6 separate regions of the Mus musculus genome follow, and all the other regions are linked to region 1. A link is a contact called in public ChIA-PET, Micro-C and promoter capture Hi-C data. All regions are on one chromosome and are shown on one strand. Each heading gives the region's core, a stretch centred on a gene start, on an enhancer-like site or on the middle of the called end of the contact. The rest is flanking DNA. Distances are from core to core; before and after follow the strand shown. Region 1 holds the start of Ssh2 (slingshot protein phosphatase 2). Region 2 holds the start of Gosr1 (golgi SNAP receptor complex member 1). Region 3 holds the start of Cpd (carboxypeptidase D). Region 4 holds the start of Abhd15 (abhydrolase domain containing 15). Region 5 holds the start of Blmh (bleomycin hydrolase). Region 6 holds the start of Ankrd13b (ankyrin repeat domain 13b).

Region 1 (4,033 bases), core at 1,064-3,563:
GGAATCAAATAGGAAGACAATTTAAAGGGAAAGAGAAGCGGCCTGTCAGCCACACTAACAATGCTGATTGTTACTCACACAGCAGTGCCAGGATTTCTCTACACACAGGGCCAAGTATAAACAACTGCAATCATCAGACCAGGGCATATAGAACTATCTGTCATTTAGCTTAATAACTGAGTTTACTACTCAATATTTACTATAGTAAATACTACAGTATTTACATGACCAATCTTAATTGCCTACCTATGCCAAAATGACTATTAACATTCCTCAAGATTCTAAAGTATTCCAAGTTTTGACTAATAAAGCCATGTCAAATAAATATGGCTTTACCAAATATTATTCATTTACTTCAAGACAACTGATATAACAATAGCTTAATAAATGCTACTGTAACATAAAAGGTTTTCAGCAATGCCCAGGGGAAATAGTTTTACAATACTGAGTTCTACTTCAGTATGTTATCTACTAACCCTTGATTGCTTTCACAGCCAAAACTAGGCCTGGTAACCACAAAAATCAAAGGATTTACTATTGGAGTGAGTTACTATGGTCTGAAGATTTTCTATCAATTCTGAAAAATCTACCATAAAGTGGAAAAAATCCACTCATGAAAATGCTACATATTTCTACCCCTCTCATATTTGCCTAGAGCAAACCCTAAAGTGTTTCATCAGTTCTGAAGTACAATTATTCTCAAATCACAGAATCATAAAGCTTTAGAAAGTCCAGCAAGCCCCCCCCCCCATGCAAGGATTCTTTATATCACCTGTCTGGCCAAAGCTCCCCTGGCTTCTGCTTGATACAATGTGTGCTATTTTGCAAAACAGTGCACTTGATTTTTACAAACGTCTTCCCTAAACTAATGGAAATGTGCCTCTTTAAACTTCTACCCACAGATTTCAGTTTTGTATCCTGTACCATCACAAGGTGAATAGAGTAATTTCTTGAATTAGGGTAGTCATACAAAAACACACAAGAAAACTCACAAAGGAAGAAACTACCACAATATGCAACAAAATTTTGAAATTCAGGAAACTATATTGAAATCACAAGGCAACATGCTTTCAAGATATCAAACTCCTATCTCAGTTAACAAATATTAATGACCCAACTTTCTTTCATACAGTGGAAAGTCATGGTGTTCACTGAATGCCTCTTTGCAACTTGACACTACTAAATCTAATGTTAAAACTACAATTCTATATGAAATAGTTCTTCAATTGCTCATATTTTCATCTAGATGCCTGTTTTTTTTTTAAGACCCATTTTACCACACTGGTGCAATGCTAACACATGCTAGCAGGTATTCACAAATATGAAGCCCGAGACTAGAGCTATAAAGGAGTCATGGTGGAGGTGAAGGCATAGAAAAGCCCAGCAGAAAAAAAAATGCTAATTGATGAGTGTTTTCCTTCTGGAAACATGCTTTAGCGACACAGCATTTGAAGTCATGAACCATCCAAGCACAACCCATGAGCAAGAACGATCATGAGCAATGAGTGGAAGGCATAAATGTCTATAAGATGGAAATGAATTGGCACTGGTTATCAAGCAGCACCAGAAGCTTTGGGTTCTCACTGAGAAAGGTAGAAGTCCAAGAAGCAGAGATCACTGCCATCTTTTAAGGGTGGGAAGAAACCAGGGAGTAACTACCACCGAGCAGTCCAATGAAGCCTAAACTGTACGGAGCACAAGAGAGATGCCAGGGACTAGAGAAAGGCACACACAGGGCGAGACGGAAGAAGGATGCGCAGTGCACTGACTGGGTCCCTGAAACGGTGTGCGTAAAGGATATGGGTGTGGGTCGGGGGTAACCTAGGAGCCCACCCTTCCTCTCCCTGCAACAGAGCAACAGAGGGTAAAAGAAGGGGGGAGGGTGAAAAGCAAGAATGACTCATAGCCGAAAGGAAGTGCTCAAGCCATGGGAAGCATGCTACGGGAGATTTCTGAGCCAGCGCTGTGAGGGACTGGGTGCTCCGGGTGATGGAGGTTGGGGAAAAAACAAACAAACAAACAAACAAACAAACAAAAAACCCCAACGTCTGGCAGTCGCTGCTGCTCGCCGGTAAGATGAGGGTGTGGGGGGTTCGCAGCAGCCTGAGTGCCAAGGCCTGGGAAGAGGCGCGGCGCGTGCGCAGTGGCGTTCGGCGGGACCCGCTGAGGCAAAGCGGAGCCGCAGTGACAGAAGCTGGGAGCTGCCGCCTGGAGGGACTCACCGAGGCGCAAGGGCTGGAGGTGGTGCTGGGGGTAGGCGACCGCTGGACCGTGACCAAAGCCATCTAGGTGCTGCTGGGTTGTTCCGGGCAGGGCATTCTCGTCCTGAGTGTGGGGGGCGGGAGGGTGACGGAGCCGGGATGGGGGACGATGGGTGAGGCGTAGGGACGAGGGAAACGGAGAGGGAGATGAAGCCGCGGGAACGGCCTCGGGCTCCGCACCCACCACCGGACTCTCTCGCCTACTGACGCGCCGAACGGGCGGCGGGCGGGCAGGCGGGCGGTTCGGCAGCTGCGGGGCACAATGAGCGCTCCCAGTGCGCAGGCGCCACCTGTCAGCAACCGCCTCTCCCCTCGGCGCGCGCCGCCGCGGCGGCGTAACCCTTAAGTTGCCGGAAGCGGGCGGGCAGGCTGCGTGCGCCGCGCCTCGGGCCGCCGTCCCCTCCCGGGTCAGCTCTCGAGCCCTACTGCTGCCCCTGCGGCTCTGTCTGTCCCCGCTGCGCGGCGTGGGGCGAGCTGGCCAAGGAGCCCTGGAAGGCAGCCAGCCAACCGAGGGTCCTGATCTGGGGGTGGGGGTCGGTGGGAGAGCCGCTAATCCTCACTCCAGAAAGACAACCATTTTATGAGTGGGGCGCGCAACCTTAGAGAAAAACTGAGGCGAAAATCCTGAGGCGAACACGTTTTCTAGTGGAAAAGGGCTCCGCAGGTGCTATAGACGCTTTCTCTGGGCTAGACCCGGGAGACCAGCCCTCCTGCTTGGACCTGGCCCTCAAGAGGGCTCCGTCTTAATGAGCTTCCCCACCCTCCTCATCATAAAGGGCCTCAGGGTTAACGACCAGACTTTTCCTAAGAAAGATTTTTCCCCCCGGTGGTAAACACTGGAAACTTCGTAGTAGCCTCAGGCTTCCTTCCTCTACAACCTGCCTAAAGTCAGTCACTGTACCTGAGATGCTGAGGGAAGGGGCGGGCACAGAGAGCTGGACCCTGAGTTGGAAAGCTCCAACCTGCTATTTTTTTTTTAAAACCTCTCAATTGCTTCCTACTGTGAAGATCTCCACTAAACAAAGATCTTTTGATCATTGAGCTTTTTTTCTTTCCCCCATAAATTTGACTATTTCATAAATGCAAGTGAAAATGTAGAATTAAAATATTTTAAAGGAAGACATTTCTAAATGGTAAACTGCCAACATCAACCAAGCATGTAATGGAAAAATCAAGACTAAAAAGAAAAGGAAAAGTCACGCAGTGCAACCCGTTGATATATTTACACAGAGATAGTTGAGGGGATGAACTGGTAAATACCACCATCCATATCAAAGCTGTAGAAAACACTCACTTATGGACTCCAGTTTCTAAAGCCCACCTCTTTCTGTTTGTCACTCAAACAATCTTGGATCTCATTGCTCCTTTTAAACTGATAGGGCTGTCATAAGCTCTTTCTGGTTGCTGTGTGGTTAAGTGACACAAGAACCCTCTATGCTGAGTCTTTGTTCTCTCCCTGGGGCCCTGTGGTTGAAGTAATTAGCAGGGAGGTTCCATCAAGAGTCACTGAGGGTCCCTGTACTGTGCCAGTCCTCTGTAGAGTGTAGTGCAGAAAAACCAGTTGGTAGGCTTTTGCCCCCTGGTGGTGATCAAGACTGCCTATGAGATGAGAATTGAAGAACTGTGGTTCACAGATGAGAAACAACGTTATCCCCAGAGCTCCAGAGTGAACAGGAAAGAGAAGGCAAGGTTCAGAAGTAAGAACTTTGAACCAAGACTTAAGAGACTAAACAAAAAACTATGTAGAGAGCCAAGATGAGAGCTAAATGTCC
Region 2 (4,033 bases), core at 654-3,153, 450 kb after region 1:
TCCACCCCACCCCAAGGAAGTCACAACCCACAGGTTGAGAACCATTGCTTACATAGCCCTGGCTGTCCTGGAACTCACTGTGTAAACCGGACCATCTCAAACTCACAGAAATCCACTTGCCTTTGCCTCCCAAGGGCTGGAATTAAAGGAGCACGCCACCACACCCAGCTATAAACAATCGTGTGACCAATGGTTTTAAAAAGCATCAGCAGGGAACAGTCTCCACAAAGAAAAGAAGAAGTGAGTGCAAAAGACCTGAAAAAGTCAATGATGGGAATAAGCTCACCAGATAGGTTCAGCAGCAACCTGCAGCGGGCAGGGAAACACCCGCTAGTCTGTCAATCACCCTGCAGGCAGAATAGAAGATGTTCTCCAAACAGAACAATGGGAAATCGAGTTTAAGAAATGCATAGCCAGGGACCTGGGGAGATGGCCCAGTGTCCTGAACAAAGAATGATCTGCAATCGCTGTGCTATTTTCAAGCAAGTTTGGTTTTTAGGTATACAGCAAACAGAAATGAAAGAAAGAGACAGCAAGCAGGAGGTAGTAGTTCATGAGATCAGACACTTACGTCATCCAGCAGAAAGCAACGGAGGAGACCTGGAGAGCAAAAACCAGCTAGTTGGAGCCTCTCTCTGACCCACAAAAAGGGTTCCAGGAAGAACGGCTTCTCTTAGGTAAGATGTCCAATGAACCATTCCCACCGTGGGCATCTTTATGTCAGGAAGGTCAGAGGGAATGATCAGCTGTGATCAAGGACACGGTGTGTTAACTCAGATACTCTCCTTCTGTCCTCCCGGACCTGGTATTTTTTACTCTTTGGGCCATTTTGCTACACTATTGCTTTCTCACAGAGCCAGCCAGGTAGCCCATCCCCAGCCAGGGGGTCTCTGGGACAATTTACAAGAAATATGCTTGGGTATTAAGTATGTGTGTGACTGGGGCACGGGGTGACAACCCTATGTCCACAACCAGCTTTTCAATGGACTTAAACAACACATAACAATTTATTACTATAATGCATATTATACTCAGCCAGTAAATTGCTTGGCATGCATGCATTAGGATGTGAGTTCAGATCCCTAGGACAAACATGAAAAGGCCAGGCGTGTCATCATATGTCTGTAATCCCAGCACTGGGAAAGCCAAAACTGGGGCTGGATAGCCAGCTAGTCTAACGACATCAGTGAGCTTCAGGCTGTGGGCACATGGAAGCTGTTAGCAAGGGACAGAGGACTGATGCTCTGCTGTAGACATAGGGAAGTCAACCAGGGAAGGAACTTTACATACTGGACAGTGGAAGATGGGCAGGAAAAGAACCACTGGCTCTGAGAAAGGAAAATGCTGATTGAAGGTACTTTTTCTTTTTCTTTTTCTTTTTCTTCTTGAGACATTTATCCCCACCTAGCCTTGAACTCTCTATGTAGCTGAGGATGACCTTGAACTTCTGGTCTTTTTATCCCCACATTCTGAGTACTAGGATTAAAGGCATATACTACCATGTTCTGTTTATGGAATGCTGGGGGTCGAACCCAGACCCTCTTACATTCAGGCAAGGCACCTGCCCCATTAAGCTTGACACCACCACCACCACCCCCCCACCTCCGGTCCCAAGACATCCTATTTAAGGGGAGATAATGGAAATTGTGTCTCTCCTCTAAGTCACCCGCTGAAAAGAACAATCCGAGATGAAGAAATTGAAGACTGAAGACTGAAAAGATGTGGTATGAACACCCAGAACAGCTAAACGACGCTTTCAAACGAGCTACTTAAAGCTGTAAAATAACGAATTGTCCACCAGGTGGCAGTGTCTAAGGAGGCTAGCGTATCCCATCAGCCTCGGCGCTCGGGGGTGGAAGAAGGCGTGGAGGTGACTCTCTGGCCTTCAAGGCCTCTACTCGCCTGTCCCGACTGACGTTGGGCAACAAAGATGGCGGCAGGAACCAGCAATTACTGGGAAGGTGAGGGCAAGGCCTCGGAGTGGGTTCCACCGGGTGCAGAGTGAACTTAATGAGGCTGGATCTTGAGGGAGGCAGCAGAGGGAAGAGCCAGGCTACGGAATGAGCCACACTTTGGGATGAGGTTGTCCAAGAGGAGCCCTGGGCCTGGGAACTTGGGGAAGGAGCTGGGGCGGAGTGAGCCGGACCTGGGAAGGGGTTGGGTCCGGGAGTGGAGGGAGCCGGGATGGAGAGGAAGAGGCGCCTGAGGCTCCAGATGGAAGTGTGTGAGGGGTAGTGAGGCTCTCCGGATGGGGCTGCGGGGACGAGCTCTTGGGAGGAGGGTGTTGAGCAACAATATCCAGAGCCCGGAAGACGAGCAGTCAGAACCTTGGAGTTGAGGTCACTGTCAGACAACTAGGAGTGAGGAGGGACTTGTCAGCGCCAGCCTTGCAGGGATATTTTAGTGGATGGTCGTCTCCTCCTGGACCCCAACTGGCAATTTGAGATTGAGACTTTAATGACGACTGGGTGACAGAATACTGAAAATAACTGTACCTTCTTCCCTGGACTCCAAGATCGGTTTTGTTAAAAATGATAGCAAAAAAAGGTTCTAATGAATACGTTTGCTGTTCGTCTCCCGCCAGGAAAACCTTCAGTTGTGCTTATTTAATTCCTGAAAGTCTGGTCCACTCAAGTGAGGTCACACAAAACCTTCCTAGTCCACAGTGATCCACAGAGATCAGAAATGGCCCACTTTGTTTCATTTAACCTTTTGCTTATTTAGTTTTTAAGCCTATTTCCTCTTTTTGTCCCATGAAGCCCCTGGGAAATATGGTATTGTCACCATCAGCCAGTAGATCTAAGGGACTGAATTTTATGTTCTGTCATGTTTTCAAAATACATTCTACTTTATGCTTTTCATTAGACTAAATAGATAAATAGAATTACAGAGAAACATGCCTATAGTTTAAAATGTGTATTTAAAATGCCCTTTGGAAATACTTGTCGTAGCTAGAATTTCTTTTTAAACTATGTAGATAGGAGTAGCTGCTATGATAGTCATTATTGATAGTCATTAGGCTGTGGGTTTTTGAAACACTATACTGTAATAATTAAAGCAATTAATATATTGACAATATATCTTTGTACCAGATGCTTTAAGCATGTATAGAAAAACTGAAAGCTTGAGGTTTTTAAATGAACTGGATCATCAGTAAATCTCAAAGACAATAGGTGGCTGAGCTGACGTTAGGAGTGGGATTTGGTCTCTGGGTAGATACACTCCACCATATAATTCTGCTTCCTGCCTTGGATTGCAAAATATAATGACACAGTGTCTTGATATTCTTTAGTCCTGAGACATTCTTACATTATTCCTTCCTGTGTTTACTCCTTTCATTTGAATTTCACCATGAACACACACACACACATACACATATATGCATGCATACATACATACATACGTACGTATGTACATACATATTGGGTTTCCAAGTATGGCTCCTTTCATTCAGCCGTTCAGAAACCAAGCTTCTACACCAGTTTATCTGTTTGCTTCTACTTTTAAAACATATGCTTTAAAAAAAAAAAAAAACCTGTCACATTTGTCTTGTTCAAAGTGTACTCTTTGTTTTTACCTGATACCCCCCCAATTTTTTTTTTTTTATTAATTTGCTTTTGCTTTTTCCTTGTGTTTAATTGCTGAGGTATTTTGCCTGTTTGAAAAACGAAAAGGCAAGACCCAAACTCCTAACAGAGTTTTGAAACAAAGAAAACTGTGTCAAAAAGAATGCTAGCTTCTTAGAAAGCTATCTGGTAAACTGATGTGAGGGTTATAGACCATCTTCATTTCTCCGTGATTTATATTCTCCCCTTGTTGCCCTTTAAGTTACAGCAGTTGGTTGTTGCTATGAGAGCATTCTCAGGGATGCTATGGCACTGGCTGTCAAGCTGTCTTTGAAAGAAAAGGGACAGGTTGTGTGTCTCCCACAACTGCCTCCCTCATGGCTCCCATCTGAACTTTAAATACTTGACCAATTTATTTTCTTAGACATGCCTTTGGTTTCTGAGTAACTAGATCAGAGATCAATATG
Region 3 (4,033 bases), core at 986-3,485, 370 kb after region 1:
TAAACACTTCAGCCTCTTCAGGAAGTCCCTGAAACTGACCAGATTCACTAGACTCCTCCCTCTCTAAGCATATAAGCAGTAAAGACTACTAAGACACACTCTCAGATCTGCTGAGGTACCTAGAAGAGGCTCTGGGAGGATGCAGAGACCACCTGTCTAGAGGATGCTGAAGCCAACTGAATTGACTGCTAGATGCACTATCAACCTGTTGTACTGCCTGCAAGTTATGTAGTGCCCTCCAGTTTTCCAGTTTATGAGCCATCGCCCATGTGGAGTGGGCTTTTGGCGATGCAGCTATTGTCTTTGAGTGATTTCTGCTCCTGTAAGCAACCCCTGACTCATATTCCTGTAAGTAACATCAATAAAATTCATTGATTCACCAAGTTGAATTTTAGTAGTATCCTTGCTTTGGTCTGTCATTGGTTCCATATCTGTGGTGAGCAGACATTTGTTCATGTCTCTGCAGGAATAGTTTCACACAGCACTGCTTGTTACCATGGCAATGTTCAATTTGGAGCCAGCCTGCCATCCTCTCTCTGGGTCCGCAGGAACTGTCCCATTTCACCCCTAAAGTCATTTCCAGCCATTTCTTTCCATTTCCACCAGCTCCATCCTTGTTCAAGGACTCAGTACCTTCTTGGATTATGTGCTTCTTGTGGGTCTCTTGGCCTCATGTTTAAGATTGCCTATTCTGTTCTTCAAGTTACTGCCAGGGGGAGATTTTTCTAAATTAGCTTCAAACCCATCCTTGGCTCTTTATTGATACCTCTGTGATCCCCTTCACCAGTAACCTGAACCTACAAACAATTCTAGAACACCTAGGCTCTGCTCGTAAACTTTCCAACCTCCCGTGCATGCTCCTCCTTCTATCCAGAATTCTTCACTCCCATCTTGGCTTCTTCCCTAGCTTCTTGGTTGCCTTCTCCTCAGACTGAATGAGGTTTTCCTCAGGAATGTCCCCACAGATGTATTGCATTGTTCATCCCTGCATTGGATCTCTAACTATGCAAGCAATGCCTTGCTTCCCAGCTTCTAGCTTTGACAGACACCAATTACTCAATAAATACTCAGTAATCAGTGAATTCCACGGGCTCTATGAAGATTCAATTAGAGTTCAGAAACTCGAACCATCCAGCACCGAAAGAAGGGAATGATAATGGTTATCACAATTATGTCATTAGATGGGTTAGAATTTCACGCTTGATAAAAGGATTGCCAAACTTCAAATTTCTTCAAGCTAACGTGATTAAACTTTACTTGGAAGGTTAGGTTTTTCTGGACTTACCCAAATACCTTGGGGGAAGTACACTTGCCAAGCAGGTATTTCTAGACATGGCAAATCTATCTCTTAAAGACAGCATTCCAAAACTATAGCTATGGCTGTATAGAGGTGATCTAGATGCTCCTACTCAAAAGAAGTGTGAGAGGAGGGTAAGGTCACTAAAAAACGATATCTCCTCAGTGAGAGCAGAGACCAGCACACAAAGAAGATAGTTACAATCCAACACTTTTGAATGGCCAATTAAGACCACATTAAGACAGAGGGCGCCTACTATGGAAGTTTCCACTTAATAAAGGAGATACCTAGTCACGCGACAAATCAAAAATAGAATTGATTGCTTTATGAGGTGTCTCATTCTCTTCAACTGCATGTAGGCAGATGGGCTCAAGCCCAGGCAGAACCGATCAAGGGGGATGGGGGGGGGGCGGGGAGGAAGGTGCAAAGGAGATGGGACTAAGGAGGTCTTTGATTCTCCAAGGAGATTAAGATTCTTTCTAACTTCCTGATTTTCTCAAGAGTCCTTTAATCTTTGGAACCTTTCGATTCTTTTGATTACTGACTCTAAAGCATTAAAGCGTAGCTAAGAAATGCTGCAACGAAGAAGGGGGCTAGTAAAAGCTCTCAGAGAATTTCAGAGGAGAAGCCATAAAGAAGAGACTGAGCAAAAAACAAAACAAAACAAAACAAAACAAAACAAAACGAGAGAAGTAGAAGAGGAAATAGGGAGGCGGGAAGACAGAGGGTAGAACCTTAGTGGAGGAAAGGAAAGCGACTAAAGTCCCTAAGGACTGGAGTGGAGACACGCCCAGAGGGAAAATCGTCCGCTTTAAGGAAAGCCCCGCCCCCTAGAGTGACACCCAAGCATTCAAGGCTACGATTGGCTAAGGCTGGAAGGCGGGATGGGGTTGCTAGGCGCGGAGGGGATCCGGCGGGCTGCCGCCTCCCGGAGTGTGGAGCCGCTGGAGCGGAGCGGTATTAGCGGCGTTGCTGGAAGATGGCGAGCGGCCGGGATGAGCGGCCGCCCTGGCGGCTGGGACGCCTGCGTCTGCTGCCGCCGCCACCGCTGCTGCTGCTGCTGCTGCTACTGAGGAGCTCGGCCCAGGCGGCGCACATCAAGAAGGCTGAGGCGACCACGACAACCGTTGGCGGCTCCGAGGCGGCCGAGGGCCAGTTTGACCACTACTACCACGAAGCGGCGCTGGGCGAGGCGCTGGAAGCGGCGGCGGCCGCGGGGCCACCCGGCCTGGCGCGTCTCTTCAGCATCGGCAGCTCGGTGGAGGGCCGGCCGCTGTGGGTGCTGCGCCTCACAGCGGGCCTGGGGCCGCCGCCCACCGCCGCCGCGGGGCTGGACGCCGCGGGGCCGCTGCTGCCCGGCCGGCCGCAGGTGAAGCTGGTGGGTAACATGCACGGCGACGAGACGGTGTCACGCCAGGTGTTGGTCTACCTGGCCCGCGAGCTGGCGTCGGGCTACCGCCGCGGGGACCCGCGCCTGGTCCGCCTGCTCAACACCACCGACGTGTATTTGCTGCCCAGCCTGAACCCGGATGGCTTCGAACGTGCCCGCGAGGGTGACTGCGGCCTCGGCGACAGCGGCCCGCCTGGGACCAGCGGCCGTGACAACAGCCGAGGCCGCGACCTCAACCGCAGCTTCCCTGACCAGTTCAGCACCGGCGAGCCACCTTCCCTGGATGAGGTGCCGGAGGTGCGCGCCCTCATCGACTGGATCCGCAGGAACAAGTAAGCGTTGCCTGACTGCTTTCGGTCCCACGTGAGCCTTCGAGGCCAGGAGGCTTATTTTGACAGCCAGCAGGCGCCCAAACAGTGCTTGCCAGCCTAAGGGGTCGGGGGCAGTCGGTGTGGAGAGTGACACCCAGTAACTGGAACGGAGGCCAGGTTGCAGTACCTCTTCCTCTTGCTAACTGTAAAGAAGCCTGCTTGTGGCTGTCATTTGTGCAGGGCAAGCCGGGGGGCTTTTTCCCCCCTCCCATTCTATCCCTATTTTTGAAAGACCATCGTATATGAGCAACGGGTACGGATTTTAAGGATTCCTAAGTTAGCACCTTCATTATGTATGTAGCTAAGCTTGTCACTAGAAGCACTGTGGCAAGCACTTTCTGCGACTGCATTATGTCACTCGATGTTGACCACAACCGGGCGACCTAGACACCACTCATATCCTCTAGACACCACTGGTACTCTTGTTTTGCATACGGGGAAATTGAAGGGCAGACTGGTTGACTAACATCGGGGAATCTAAGCCTGGTTACTCAGTGCTCCACTGCCAGGGAGACAGAATGTAGTTCAGAAATAGCAAACGACACCCCCAGTCACTTCCTCTGCTACTGGATAGAAACCCATTCTCCTGCCTTTACTTCTGATTTTGCTTAGGGGAGTATGGAATAAGGGGAAACCCCCACAGATCAGAACTGCTTCATTTCTGATGCCAGCTGTACTCTTTCTTACTGCGGTAGTACAGCCAGACATTGACATCGGTAACATTTAAGCACCCTGTGGGGTTTTATATTTTTGGTTGTGAGCCTAGCCTTTAACGGGCTGAGCCAGCTCTCCAGCCCGCGTGGGGTTTTAAAAGGTAAAAAGTAGAAGTATGAGGACCTTCAAAACCTAGTATGTAACAAGAGCTGTTATAACTACATATGAGAGGTTTACTCAGTTAAAACTTGACAGAAACTGTGCCCCATGACAAAATGTGCATGAGCTGCAAACATATCTCTTGGAGAGGGGCTATGATCT
Region 4 (4,033 bases), core at 661-3,160, 300 kb before region 1:
TCAGGATTTGACCTTTGCAAAATAGGAGGAGGTAAAATAGCAAAGGAAAAAAAAAAAAAAAGAAAGAAAGAGTTCTGGTTGGCAAGTCAGGGTCCTGTGCTTTCATGTAATGGTCACAGCACCTGCAGAGGTGTTGTTATTAACTCTACTCAGCTGAAGGGGGAGCAAGCCTTAAAGGGGCTGGCTGATTCCCTGCAAATTCAGGATTTGACCCCAGCCAGGCCTGATCCCATATCCTGGGTTTTCCTATTTGTTGCCAGAATGCCTCTGACCTCATTTCTGCCATCTCTTAGGAAAGACTGGAAATGTCATTCAAGTAGTTTCTGTGGGACAGTCTTGCCTGGTGTTAAAACTGTTCTCCCTCTGGAGATCTGGGTTTTGTTTTTGTTTTTGTTTTTTATGTGTGCGGTGTCTGATGCCTGTAATTTTGGCACTTAGGAGGCAAAGGCTGAGGGTCTGGAGTTCAGGGACACACACCCTCAGCTGTGCAGCCAGAGTTGTATGAGACCTTGACTCAGAAAGAACAAACACAGGAATAAGTGTTGTGTACTCACCTAGAAATATGTAAAACATCTGTCAGATTGAAGGATTTAAAAAAACCAAAGACTGTACATCTCTCATTCCTGCCACCTCCTGGCTCAGAGCCTGAAGGTAAATATTCTGGACAGATAATCGGCCGCAATTGCTTCCAGAGCCCTGTTTGTTGACCTATCTAGCTATGGACTAAGTGGTAAATGCCAGGTGCAGGCCTCTGCTGACCACCGGTTGCTAGGACACCTGCGACTGAGATGAACTGATGGGGCCCTAACGGAGGCCCTGGGGCTAATATGGCTTTGAAACCCACTTTCCTGGCTCTATGTCAATTATAGGGTTTGAACAGCTTTGGAAACCTCGTGAGAACTTTGCCCCAACCTACCCACAAAGCTCTGTTCCCATACCAGGCAGAGCTGTAGACTTCTGTTCCCGTTACCCACCTGCTGAGAGAGATTTTCTGGTGCAGCAAGAACCCACGTTCATAGGGCCAAGGCAAGCCAGCCTCGAACCACTCGCGACAGCGTAGCACTGGCGAGATGCAGGCGGCGCCAGTCACATAGCTGGAGGAGCCACACTCCCCCAAGTAGGACAGCAGCAGCGCGGACCCTGAACCCTCGCTCACCGCGAACAGGGGGGCCGCCGGGTGTCGGAAGCGAATGTAAGTCACCGCCTCCTTGAGGTCGGACGGGTCCCCGAAAGGCTGTAGTCTGGGGCTGACTAGCGGGCAACCGTGGTGGCCGCGGCGATGGAAGATGACCGGGTAGTAGCCGCGCTCCAGGGCGAGCAGGCAGAGCCCCAGTACATTGCGAGTGAGGCGTCCCCATGCATTGGGGATTACCAACAGCACTGGAGGGAGGCTCCCAGGGTTGGTGACCCGGCGGCCCCTGGCACAAGGTCCTATGACCCAATCCAGAGCCACCAGCCCATCATCTGCCAGCTGCAGGTACTCACGGGCTAGCTCAGGCCCGGGCCCGACTGGCAGGATGAAGTGGCAGAAGGTTTGCAGGTGGGGTCCCGACAGCCAGGAGCGGGGGCTGGGTTCCAGCGCCGCCGAGCGTCGCAGAGCGCGCAGCAGGCACTGGGCCAGCGCCGACGGCTTGCAAATGAGGCTGCAGCCTCCGGGGAGCGCTTCGCGCCGGTCGCTGAACTGATCCGCGGGGCCTCCGCTCGCCACCTCCTGCTCCTCGTGGTCCCGGACTGAGGTTCGCGCTCCGACAGCGCGCTTCCAGGGTCGCAGGAGGAGCAAGGCGAGCGCCGCCAGTAGCAGCGCTAGAGCGGCCGCCCACGGAGGCATGGCCTGGCAGGACAGTCCCCGGAGGGAGGCACTGGGCTGCGGGGAGCGGAGCTGTCCTCTCGTCGGGCTCCTCGTTCTGTCCGCGCGGCTCCGCCCGGCCGCCCGTGGCTGTCAAGAGTCCTCCCAAGCAGGAGGGCGCGCGCGCTCCGGATTGGTCGTGGTCAGGAGGAGACAGCCAGTTCGGGTCGAGCTCCCCTCGCCCGCCCCCCCACTCCCGCCCCCAGCCCTTTGTACAGCGATTGCGACAAGCTGGAGCAGAGGGTGAAAGAGAGCCGGGCCACAAAGCGGGAGCGAGGACCTGAGGGCCAACCAGAGAGAGCGGAACAAGGAGTGCTAGGAAAGGATTGGGGAGGGGGTGAGGCTGGAGGCCTGGGTGAACGGGAGGTGCCTGCTTCTACCCTTGCCCTCAATGAAGTCTGGCTCCAGGGGAGACCCTGGGTCACTGCACCCTCAGGATCCGCTATTGAGGAGTAGCAAAAAAGCAAGAAGGGAGCAAAGCGCTGATCCCTCGCTGGCTTCACTTTCCCCACTCGCTGCTGCCTTTGCAGCTAGAGACGTGTTATCTCTCTCTCCTTCGCCTGGCCCTGCCGCCCAGCCAGGACCAGCAACTGGGCGATAACTCAGTAGGGCTGGGACTCTGCACCTGGCCAGAGGCAGACTGAAGCATCTGACCCTGACCACGAGTTTGAGGGAGGTGGCTGTCGTTTCTCTGGAGGGCATCCGGGCACTAGCCGGTAGACACTTGTGGCCTTCCCAGCCCACCCCCAAGGACGCTTTCCAAGAGTTAGGCGTCTCCACTACTTATCAAGAAGGACTGTAGGAAAGGAAAGAGGCTCGAGTCTGGCCGAATATGTTGAGGGAGAGGATTAAGGGATGCTTAGCCCCGCGGTGGGGCTTTGGTAGAGAGAAGTGTGGTTCTTTAGGTCAGATCAACATCTGGTCATTTCTGCAGGGGTGGGTGAAATAAGTCCGGGCACATGGGAGAGGCCTGAAATAACTATTTTTTGATGTATTTCAAACCTAAAAAGATTTGTTTAGGGGTGTGTGTATGTGTGTGTGTCTAGGTCAGAGGACAATCTGTGGGAATCAGGTCCCTCCTTCAATCACTTAGGTCCACAGATTAAACTCTGGTCGTCAGGCTGGCGGCCAGCACCGTTTCCCACTGAGCCATCTCGCAGGCCTGTTTCAAACTTTTGATTGGGCGTCAATCCTTAGCTGGATTTCCTTTGCAGCGCTCCCTTGCAAGGGAGGCCGAGCTGAGCACTGTAGCTCCTCGGACCAGTGTTTCCTTGGGCAAAGGAGAGCGGGAATCAAGAAAGCTCTGGCTTCTTAAGGCTTCTGGGCCTAAGACCCTCCCAAAACAGCTCGGGGCTCAGTTCTTATTATTAGCGAGAGCAGGACTGGAGCAACGTGAAGGTGAAGCGCTAGAGCCGGGACCTTCTCTCTGGGACAGCTAGGATTTCATAATTCCGTGTTGAGCGGGTTTGCCAAAAGAGCACACAAGTCTCCACCTGGGTCACCCGGTCCTTAAGGATCTCACTTCCTGCCCTTTGCGGGGTTCCAAGATTCTACTCAGGCGATACAGTTGCGCTCTGATGGTCGCACAAACGCTCCGGGACGCATCTCGGCCGAGGGAGGTGGTTCCATGGGCTTGGAGACCAGGAGATCCTTGGCGACTAACTTTTCCGGCTTTGGGTTCAGGACGCGTGCGCCGGCCTGGAGGCGGGCAGGGGCGGGCCTGGCGGTAGGCGGGGCGGGGCGGGGGCGGGCCTGGCGGTAGGCGAGGCGGGGCGGGGCGGGGGCGGGCCTGGCGGTAGGGGGGGCGGGGCACGAGGCCGGGCGAGGAGGGAGCAAGGCAGTGCGCGAGCCGCGGTCTACGTGGGCGCGCGAGCGGCGCGGGGTCGCGGGCGCGCGCGAGCGAGTGGCGCTGCAGCTAGTTGGTTGGCGGGACTGCTGGCCCAGCTGAAATGGTTCATCCTCCTCCACCTCCGCCCCGGTTGCTTCTGGTAGCCCTGGTGGGGCTCCTGAGCCTTCGCGAGGTAAGGCGACCGGCTCCGGGTAAGGTCTTGGCCGGGGGAATCTCAAAGCGCTTTGCTTCAACTTTGTCCTGGAAAGAGTGGCGCGCGCGAGGGGATTCGGAGGCCCCTCCATCCGTCCGCGCCTCTACTCCTAGAACCGAAAGGGCGGGGCCCTCGCAGAGGCCAA
Region 5 (4,033 bases), core at 936-3,435, 270 kb after region 1:
GATAAACAGAAAAAAACACCTCCCTCCTGGTAGGCTACAGATTTTCTACACTGAACAAAAGTGATTTTGTAACAAAGAAAAAAATTAAATTGTGTTTTTTAATAGAGTAATTTTTGTTTTAGGCTTATCTGTACACTGCCTCTCTCCTGCACACCATTCCTATTTCTGCTACTTCTTGGTGAGCTATTTAGATGAATATTTCACAGAAGTATATTACATCACCCATGTACTATGCTCATGTTCTACTAGTATTTGGAGTAACATGATCTATCACATAAGACCACCTGCCCGATTCCAGATTAACATTTCCAAGCTTACCCTAAGAGACTGCGATCAGGCCATGTTAAGATTATTGTGACATATTAACTAGATCATCTGACAGACCACACATCCCAAGTCCTTCTGAATGAAGGCCTGTGAGTGCTAAGTAAGAACTTTCTGCTACATAATAAGATTATTGCAAGGTCATAATTTTTTTCCTTTAAAATTTAAAAATCAAATTTTCTATGGTATAATTGACTCACAGCAAAATAATACCCATGTTAAATGTATCCTTTGAGCTTTGAATTGCCTTAAGTAGCAATAACATATTTTCTGTCAATACACATAGACTTGGAGTAGTTTCCAAATAAGGGGAAAAAAAATGCAAGGTCCCTTTGGTTCAATTTTTTTGAGACTATTTCTCCTGTTTGGATTCCTAGATAACCAATCTCTCAGTGTAGATGTATTTTCAACAGTTGTAACTGGACAGCAGACAGCAAAACAACAATTCTCAGCCAGCAAGGAATGAGAACTCAAAATACTACAAAGTAACTACTGACAGGAACTATGAGAATAGCAACTCCAGCTGCAACCACAGAGCATATTTAAAAATAGCCGGTTACAATCTGTTGTAATCACTTTATGTTTTTTTCTATTTTATACATTTGGACTTTAGGGCAATTCTGGGACATCTCCTATGGTATGGATATTTTTCCATTAATTATTAATTATTTGGCACAGGCCAAATCTGTTAGTACATAGCTCATCTTTTGCTTTAGGTTTATCTGTCTGCAACTTGATAAGCTGTTTCTCTCTTCTGCTACTTCTAGATGAACTGTTAAGATTAAAACTGCACGAGAACAAACCGCACACATCCAACATCACATAATATCAAAACATGATGATATGCATTCAAAGACCACCATCTGTCACGTTAGGAAACAAACTAAATGCTAATAGGCCACAGAACACTGAAGCCACCACACAGGTGATGTTCTTGGGCCTGCCCTTTTCTAGTGCCTATTCTCTGGCTTACTACAAGTTCTGTCAATGCTACAAAGCTCTGTTATCCCAGGGCCATTTTTAGGACAACAAAATGTGCTGCTGTCAATAAAGTAGGCAAGAAGTCGTAGACCTCACCAGAGCTCTTCTGGTTGGTGACTGGCTTGCCTTCCTGAGGCACAACGTGTTGAAACACATGCTGAGCACCCTGGACCGTGGCCCTCCTCAGACATATGTCCAGCAGATCGTGGGTGGTCCCGACATTCTGGGCAAGTACGAACTGAGGGTCAGAATTTAGTTTCTGGATCAAAGCAGATACCTTCTCCGAATTTAGTCCTGTGGGAAGATCAAACGCCATTATAATTATATCCCCTCCCAAAGAGGCTGACGGGGACAGCTTTAGGATAGGGTCACCGTAGATCCTAGATTTAACTTCGCAAGAGCATCCTGCAGAGTGCTGTACCAGAAAGCCCTCTCCCGGCATCCTCCCCGCGTGATGTCGTCTCTCTCCTGGTGCTCTCCCACCCTCCCGGAGGGCTACATCCCGGCCCTCGCCTAGGTCCGTCCCCCCCTCCCCACCCACCCCCATCCCATCCCACGGCCTTTCACGCCGCCGGGCCTCACGGGTCCGCCGAGCCCGGGAGAGGACCCGGGAAAACACTCGTGGTACCAGCGGTGCCTCACCTGCGTTGTTCATGGCGCCCAAACTGCTTCGTGGAGGAAACGTTAGTTTTCAGGGTTTTCAGGTGAGCTCTGGGGTTACACTACAGTCCGCTGCCTAGCTGGCCGGACCTGGTTCTCGCACCCTAAGCGCCGGAAGAAGGAAACCCGCTCAATGGTGGCCGAGAGAAACGGGGTCCGCGGAGGGACAAAACTCCCCCCTCGCGTTGCTGAGTCAGCGCCATCGGGGCTAGCCCCGCCCGGGGGAGGGCCGACAGGGGCGGCCTTTCAGACTCTGGGGCCCGCACCTCGGCCCGGGAGCGGCAGGGCGAAGCCACCCACGATTGCAGCCCCCACTGCCAGCATTGCTCACTCTTCGCCTCGGCTGCGCCCTCCGCCATCTGTGATCCCTCTTCCTGGCTTCAAGGGCGCCCTCCCGGGATCCCAAGCTCCTAGAGGAAGGAGGCTGAGGGTTCCGTGCTGATGAACCCAGATCCCTCACTGTCTAGCATTGGGGAAACTGACGCTTAGAACTCCTTTGAGAAGCCAGAGGAGGTTTTGTGAAGTGAAAAGGAAGTAAGGGACCCAAAATTAGCCATGGGACGGCAGATCTCAAGAAATCCACCCAAAGGCTTTTCCTGTAGGCACTTAGCTGACCAATCTGTTCATCTTTTTCAATTGCAACTTGTTGCTTAGAGTCTAGTGAGAACAAAGTTCTTGTATTTGAAAGGATTTTGGAACCAATCTCTTTCCCACCCACCCATAAGCTACTACCACGGTTCTACAAATACACATCTGCTCATTTCATCTACACATTCTGGGCTTCGCAAGGCTCATGAGTGGTTCCTATTGAGCCCAGCTTGGGCTAAGGAGAATGATTACGTCAATTTTATGCTTTTTTTTTTTTTTTTTTTTTTGCTAATATCTACAAAACCTGTAAATCACACACACACACACACACACACACACACACACACAGAGTCTTCGAGATAATTAATCAGTTTTTCAAGACGGGGCGGGAGAGTCCACTGCATAATAAAATAAGTACAAATGCACACTGTAGCCTTACTATTCAGATTTTCCATGGAGCCTAAAACCTAAGTCTTAAATTGAAAATCACCCATGGTTCAGAGGAATTCTGATGTCTGGAAAGTGCCACATGCAGACAGCCATCTGTCACTTGAGAATTCAGTCTCTGTGTCCCTGAGAGACTTAGCTAAAGACCTGCAATTCGACATAGCAACCATCTCCAAGGGAGCCCATCAACTACCCTATCCTGTGGGGCTTTTTTTTTTATTTTTTCCATTTTCTGAAGAAAAAAGAAACAAGCTACAACTCATGCTGAAAGAAATCATGGGCCCTTTCACCAAATAAATAAATAAATAAACAAACAAATAAATAAACAATAAAAATGATGTTCAAACTTCCTGCCCAATTGGACTCAGCCCAAAGAATAAAATTGTATTCAACATTTGTGGTGTAACAGGTCCTCAGCAAGTTTCTGCTGATATAAAAAAAATTAAAAACTTTAATCTTGTCATCAAGAGACTCATGATGTGGGACTGGGAGATAGCCCAGCAGATAAAAGCACTTGCTGATGATCTTCCAGGGGACCCAAGTTCGGGTCCCAACACTCAAGTCAGAAAACTGTAAGTCCAGTTCCAATGGGTCCAGCCAACACTTCCTTCTGGCTACCATGGGCACTCATCCCATGTGCACACCTATACACAGAGACATACACATTCAAAACAATTAACGTGGGAAAGACATGCAACAGAACCTATGCTATCTCACAGTAGTGCTATATAAGTAGTAGCTAGCAGTGAGAGCCAGACGCTAGAAAAACAGAGGTGATAAGGCTGGGCTCAAGAGTAGAACACTTGCTTAGCGTGCACAAGGACCCTGGATTTAGCCCCCAGCCCCACAAAAAGAAAAGGGGGACAGGTGGTGATAACTTTGAAGAGTGAATGGAATTTTACGAGACAAAGAGTGAGAGAGAGGGCACTCAAGGTAACAGCAAAGGCAGGAGGCGTGGGAGCGCATGACAAGATCAGCTGTAAGCCTCCCTGCGCCACAATTTGATGTGGTTCAAAGCAAGAACTGGGATGAG
Region 6 (4,033 bases), core at 632-3,131, 270 kb before region 1:
AAACTGGGCGCGCAGCCCAGGAGCAGTGGCCGCCCGTTCACCCCGGATCGACCCCCAGCTATGGAATTTCATTTATTAAATGTCGAGGCAGCTGCTGGCAGCCCCGTCGCTTGGCTGCCTTTGTTTCTTCGCTGTGTGGGCGCGTCTGGAGCACGTGGCAGCCAGGGCGTTGAGACCAAAGGGAAAGCGACCTGGGCTTCGTGTGATAGCCGGCCATCTGGCAAAAGGGCAACCTAGCCTCTAAATGCATGCTGGCCTCTCTCCTTTCTTGGAATACAGGGCGTGCAGAGGAAGAATGATTCACGTCCCCCCACCCCGGCCACCCTATCTCCCTATTGGCTCAGGGACTGCCTGGGAGGGACCCTGGCTCACACAGTCCAAACTTTGTTGCAGAACCCCCAACCTCACCACAGCCAAGCTTTAGAGCTTGAAGATGGGGGAAGAAGGGTTTCTGGCTTCCCCGAAGATGTCATCATCCCAGGAACTGAACAGCTCAAATGGAATCATACACAAGGTTTTGAAAACGATTTAATGAGGAATTGTACAGGCATTCTCGCGGCCTCTCCTAGTTGCCCCTCCTTTCTCTAGCCCCCTCCTCAACTCGGGCTGCAATCACGACACTCTGCTGACCCCTGGCGGTGGAGGTGGGCTGCGGCTCTGGGCTGCAGAGACGCCTACCGGCTCCTCCCAGGCTGCAGAAAGGGGCGAGGCAGTCTACTCAGTCCTCCCGGGCCTGGCACCACTGGGTGTGCAGGAAGCAGGAGAGAAGAACACACAAAGAAACCCAAGAAGGGCGCAAGGAGTTTGCAAGCTTTTGCTGTCGCTTCCCACACAAACACTCTCTAGATTGTTGTTCTAAATCGGGTTGGCCAGGAATTCCTTATTTCTGCCTTGAGGTGGGCTCGAGGAAGGCAACATGTTCGCTCCTACCACCTGTCTCAGGCTGGTTGAAGGAGAGAGGGGCCGTTTTCAGGCAGTTCATACCCTTAGCTCATCCCATGAGGTAGTATCTGATCCCAGTTTAGAGGTGAGTGGGCCGAGAAACTCTGAAGGATAAGCAATTTGTTTAAGATCAAGCAATTGTTACGGTATTTAAATACAACTCTCTTGACATTTTCTCTCCCAAGGCATCTTGGTCCTTTTACCATTTGCAGGTGGCCGCCACAGAGGCCAATTTGACTTTGACCACACTCTCTGCAAGGGCTCCTTGTGGAAGCGCTTGTCTCTCTGCTCTTTCAGGAAGCAGGCAATCTGGACTCAGTCATTTTCCTTAGGCAGGGACCCACATGGGATGGAGGTGGGGAAATGCCACCTGCTGCTGTCTTTGCTCAACCTCATCCTGGTTCTTGCTGAGCCATGTAGGGGAAAGACTGTCTTCTTCGCCTCATTAGACATTCTCTTTTCCAACGTGATGTGTGGAAGCTGGGGTTTAATTTTCTGAGAGAGCAAAGATTTGAGAAATATTTCGATTCTCAGACCCCTGGCTGCTTCAGTGACCCTTGGTACTGATGCCCTGCATCTCTCTTAGGGTCACTCTTTAGTCACTATGAATCTAGATGCCTCTTTACCCTCCCTGGGACCCAAGCTCACTTCTGCAGGCCATAGACCCCCGACCCAACGCTTCAGGTCAGCCCTAAAAGCCTCCCCCATTTCCTTGCAAAAGGCAAAATGCCAAAGGGTGGAGGCGCCCCCAACCCACTTGGCATCCAAGTAAGGCCTCCGCTTCGGCCGGGTTTGACTCTCTGTCCACCCTTCCAGGAAATCAGTTCCAGACCATCTCTGGTCATCCGAAACGCACGGTTCTACCAGGCGGACTACAAGCCCCATGATGCTGCGGGGCCAAGCTGTAACTAACCCAGCACGGCGCACCCGGGTCCCCTCCTCTCTTCCCCGCATTCGCTTGTCCCTCACCGTCCGCTCGGGCTGAGGGCCGGGCTATGCGGCTTAGGGGAGCCGGAGGGTGCGGGCGCGCGTCCCTGCGGCGGCGGCGGCGGCGGCGACCCCGGGGCCGGCGCCCCGAGCGCCCCCGCTCCAGCTGCGGGTCCCTGCTCCCTCCGCCGAGAGGCGTCTTTGTGTGCGGGGGTGTGGGAGGGGAGGCGCGAGGCCGCGTGCCGCCGAGTGCCCGCTCCCTCCCAGGGCGGGTGGGGGCTGCTCCGCGCCTCCCGCCGCCGCCTCCCGAGGACGCCCGCCGCCCGCACCACGCCGGGCGCGCCGCCCCCGCCCGCCGCCGCCGCCGCCGCTCGCACATGCCCGAGCCGCAGCCCCGCGAGCAGACAGCTCCGGCCGTCCGCCCCGCGGCCCCGGGCCCGGGCTCCCGCGCCGTCCCTCCCCGCGGGCCGGGCGCCGCGGCCCCGGCATGAGGAGCGGGCGATGATCCCCGCCAACGCCTCCGCCAGGAAGGGGCCCGAGGGCAAGTACCCGCTGCACTACCTCGTGTGGCACAACCGCCACCGGGAGCTGGAGAAGGAGGTCCGCGCCGGCCAGGTAGGAGCGCCGTCGGGGACCATGGCCCCGCACGCCCGCGCGGCGTGGGGAGGGGGCGCGGCGCCGCCTGTCCCGCCTCCCCGGCTAGTTTGCAGCGCTTCTTTGTTTGCAGCTGCGGCTTTTGTGCTCGTTGACCTGAAGTGGGTGATGGCAGCAGCCCCCGCCTGCTTCTCTGGTTCCAGGACCGGTGGCCCACACGTGTTCCGGGCTCTCCGAGACTGGTGTGGAAGGACCCTGTGTTCTTCTCCGTTGGGGCTTGAAGGGATTCTAGGGAGGGGTTGTCGGTTCTGTCTGGGCTCCATGTGGTGGGAGAGTCCACCCCACTCGATCTAGACGCGACATGACATCCCGCGTGAATGTGCAGGGACGGGAAAGGCCTGCGTGGGGAGGGGGCCCACATAAGATCGGGGAACAAGCTGTGTTGCACCCTCGGGCATTCCAGCCCCACCCAGTGCCCTCTCACTTCCTGGTGAACCAGGTCTCTGTTTGTTTAGAGTGGACAGAGCCTATGGGTGCTTCAGATGCCAGCCCTGGCTTCGGAGCCAGGAGTGAGAAAGACCCTATTGGGATGCTCCGGAGGGCCTTGTCCAGGTGCTGAAAGGCGCTCTCCTGCCTCTTGGTGCTAGGGCCTACCTTCTCACCGTGGAGGAAGCCAGGGGGCCATAGGAAGGACTTGAGGTCCTGCACAGAACAGGGGTTCCCTGCTTTCTGCCAATCAGAGAAACCTGTGGGTCAGACAGCTTTGGGTTGGGCAGCGACTTCAAAGAAGCCGGGGAGCTAGAAGTGGCAGTGCATGCCTGTAGTCTCAGCACCGGGGAGGCAGAGGCAGGAGGATTGCCACAAGTGTAAGGTCAGAGGGTGGACTTCATGTTGCAGAGCAGCCAGGGCTACATAGTGAGACCCTGTATTTGAAAACCCAGGAAGCCTGGGGGATGATTTCTCGGTCATTCTTCAGGACAAAGGTGGGTGCAAAGTCACTAATAGTCCTCAATTGTGCCTTGCCACCCCAGCTGACAACTGGCAAAGCAGTGACGGTGCCAACATTACCCTCCACCCCCTCAGGCGAAGCAGTGGGCAGAGCTGGACCCAGGCTACCCTGGGTTGCTTAAAGATTCAAATTTGCAGGCTTGATTAGGGTCTGAAGCTTAGGGATTTTAGGTCCACTACAATCATGGTAGCTCAGTGTGAAGACCTGTGTAATTCCCAAGGGAAGGGGCCAAGGCTGGACATCAGACTGTGAAGCAGAGAGGGTTGGACCGTCTGACATTCACTCCCAGCCTCCAGACCGGTACAGCACTTGACTCTGCATTTCATCCCGTTTAATAATAACATAACCTGGGCCTGCAAGCCTCCGGGCCAGCCTAGGGGTTCACTTCCTTTCTGCCTTTGCTTCCACCAGGTCACCCCAAGTTAGTTTATCTGTCATAAAGGCTTTGTAAAGACAGGAGGTCAGAGAGCTGGGAAAAGCAAATACAAGGTACCAAGGCCTGCCCTGGAGGAGATTTGGTTCTGGGATTACAGTGTGAGGAAGACAGGACGTAAAGATCCA

The links. Promoter capture Hi-C pulls out the DNA fragments that hold promoters and counts their contacts. Hi-C and Micro-C count contacts between places; a contact is called where the count stands out from the background. ChIA-PET counts read pairs in DNA pulled down with a chosen protein or histone mark.
Region 2: a Micro-C map of embryonic stem cells shows a contact between it and region 1, with 3 times the contacts expected there. The contact joins the promoter of Gosr1 here to the promoter of Ssh2 in region 1. A contact is called at or near these places in 1 of 39 promoter capture datasets (liver) and 1 of 484 Hi-C or Micro-C datasets (embryonic stem cells).
Region 3: a contact with region 1 is called in a Micro-C map of embryonic stem cells, with 4 times the contacts expected there. The contact joins the promoter of Cpd here to the promoter of Ssh2 in region 1. A contact is called at or near these places in 3 of 484 Hi-C or Micro-C datasets (cardiomyocytes and embryonic stem cells) and 3 of 115 datasets of contacts at active chromatin or transcription factors (effector CD8 T cells, embryonic stem cells and pancreatic cancer cells).
Region 4: an RNA polymerase II ChIA-PET map of memory CD8 T cells shows a contact between it and region 1, with 84 read pairs. The contact joins the promoter of Abhd15 here to the promoter of Ssh2 in region 1. A contact is called at or near these places in 6 of 39 promoter capture datasets (the 3T3-L1 cell line, 3T3-L1-derived adipocytes, the C10 cell line and 2 more), 1 of 15 datasets of contacts at CTCF or cohesin (large pre-B cells), 3 of 484 Hi-C or Micro-C datasets (CD4 T cells, the HL-1 cell line and embryonic stem cells), 5 of 115 datasets of contacts at active chromatin or transcription factors (craniofacial prominence, embryonic forebrain, forebrain and 2 more) and 3 of 9 other capture datasets (adipose tissue, liver and pancreatic islet).
Region 5: a promoter capture Hi-C map of liver shows a contact between it and region 1, with 2.7 times the contacts expected there. The contact joins the promoter of Blmh here to the promoter of Ssh2 in region 1. A contact is called at or near these places in 5 of 39 promoter capture datasets (hematopoietic stem and progenitor cells, hippocampal neurons, liver and 2 more), 2 of 484 Hi-C or Micro-C datasets (both in embryonic stem cells), 1 of 115 datasets of contacts at active chromatin or transcription factors (bone marrow-derived macrophages) and 1 of 9 other capture datasets (macrophages).
Region 6: a contact with region 1 is called in a promoter capture Hi-C map of pre-B cells, with 2.6 times the contacts expected there. The contact joins the promoter of Ankrd13b here to the promoter of Ssh2 in region 1. A contact is called at or near these places in 20 of 39 promoter capture datasets (the 3T3-L1 cell line, 3T3-L1-derived adipocytes, the C10 cell line and 13 more), 1 of 15 datasets of contacts at CTCF or cohesin (large pre-B cells), 11 of 484 Hi-C or Micro-C datasets (the HL-1 cell line, the HPC-7 cell line, cortical neurons and 5 more), 21 of 115 datasets of contacts at active chromatin or transcription factors (the 230-238 cell line, the NIH/3T3 cell line, the SCID.adh cell line and 17 more) and 3 of 9 other capture datasets (adipose tissue, liver and macrophages).

The regions. Positions count from the first base shown.
Region 1 is chr11:77,214,705-77,218,737 of GRCm38.p6, reverse strand. It overlaps Ssh2 (slingshot protein phosphatase 2), which reads right to left and starts at 2,313. Exons shown (of 15, transcript NM_177710.4): 1 at 2,223-2,313. The coding sequence starts at 2,285. It also overlaps a transcript of Efcab5 not described here.
Region 2 is chr11:76,761,448-76,765,480 of GRCm38.p6, reverse strand. It overlaps Gosr1 (golgi SNAP receptor complex member 1), which reads left to right and starts at 1,903. Exons shown (of 9, transcript NM_016810.4): 1 at 1,903-1,961. The coding sequence starts at 1,931.
Region 3 is chr11:76,845,210-76,849,242 of GRCm38.p6, reverse strand. It overlaps Cpd (carboxypeptidase D), which reads left to right and starts at 2,235. Exons shown (of 21, transcript NM_007754.2): 1 at 2,235-3,019. The coding sequence starts at 2,277.
Region 4 is chr11:77,512,994-77,517,026 of GRCm38.p6, reverse strand. Abhd15 (abhydrolase domain containing 15) reads right to left here and starts at 1,910. Exons shown (of 2, transcript NM_026185.4): 1 at 975-1,910. The coding sequence starts at 1,828. It overlaps Trp53i13 (transformation related protein 53 inducible protein 13), which reads left to right and starts at 3,754. Exons shown (of 7, transcript NM_001024920.1): 1 at 3,754-3,867. The coding sequence starts at 3,796.
Region 5 is chr11:76,943,808-76,947,840 of GRCm38.p6, reverse strand. Blmh (bleomycin hydrolase) reads right to left here and starts at 2,185. Exons shown (of 12, transcript NM_178645.4): 1 at 1,948-2,185; 2 at 1,402-1,599. The coding sequence starts at 1,960.
Region 6 is chr11:77,487,890-77,491,922 of GRCm38.p6, reverse strand. Ankrd13b (ankyrin repeat domain 13b) reads left to right here and starts at 1,881. Exons shown (of 15, transcript NM_001373882.1): 1 at 1,881-2,484. The coding sequence starts at 2,371.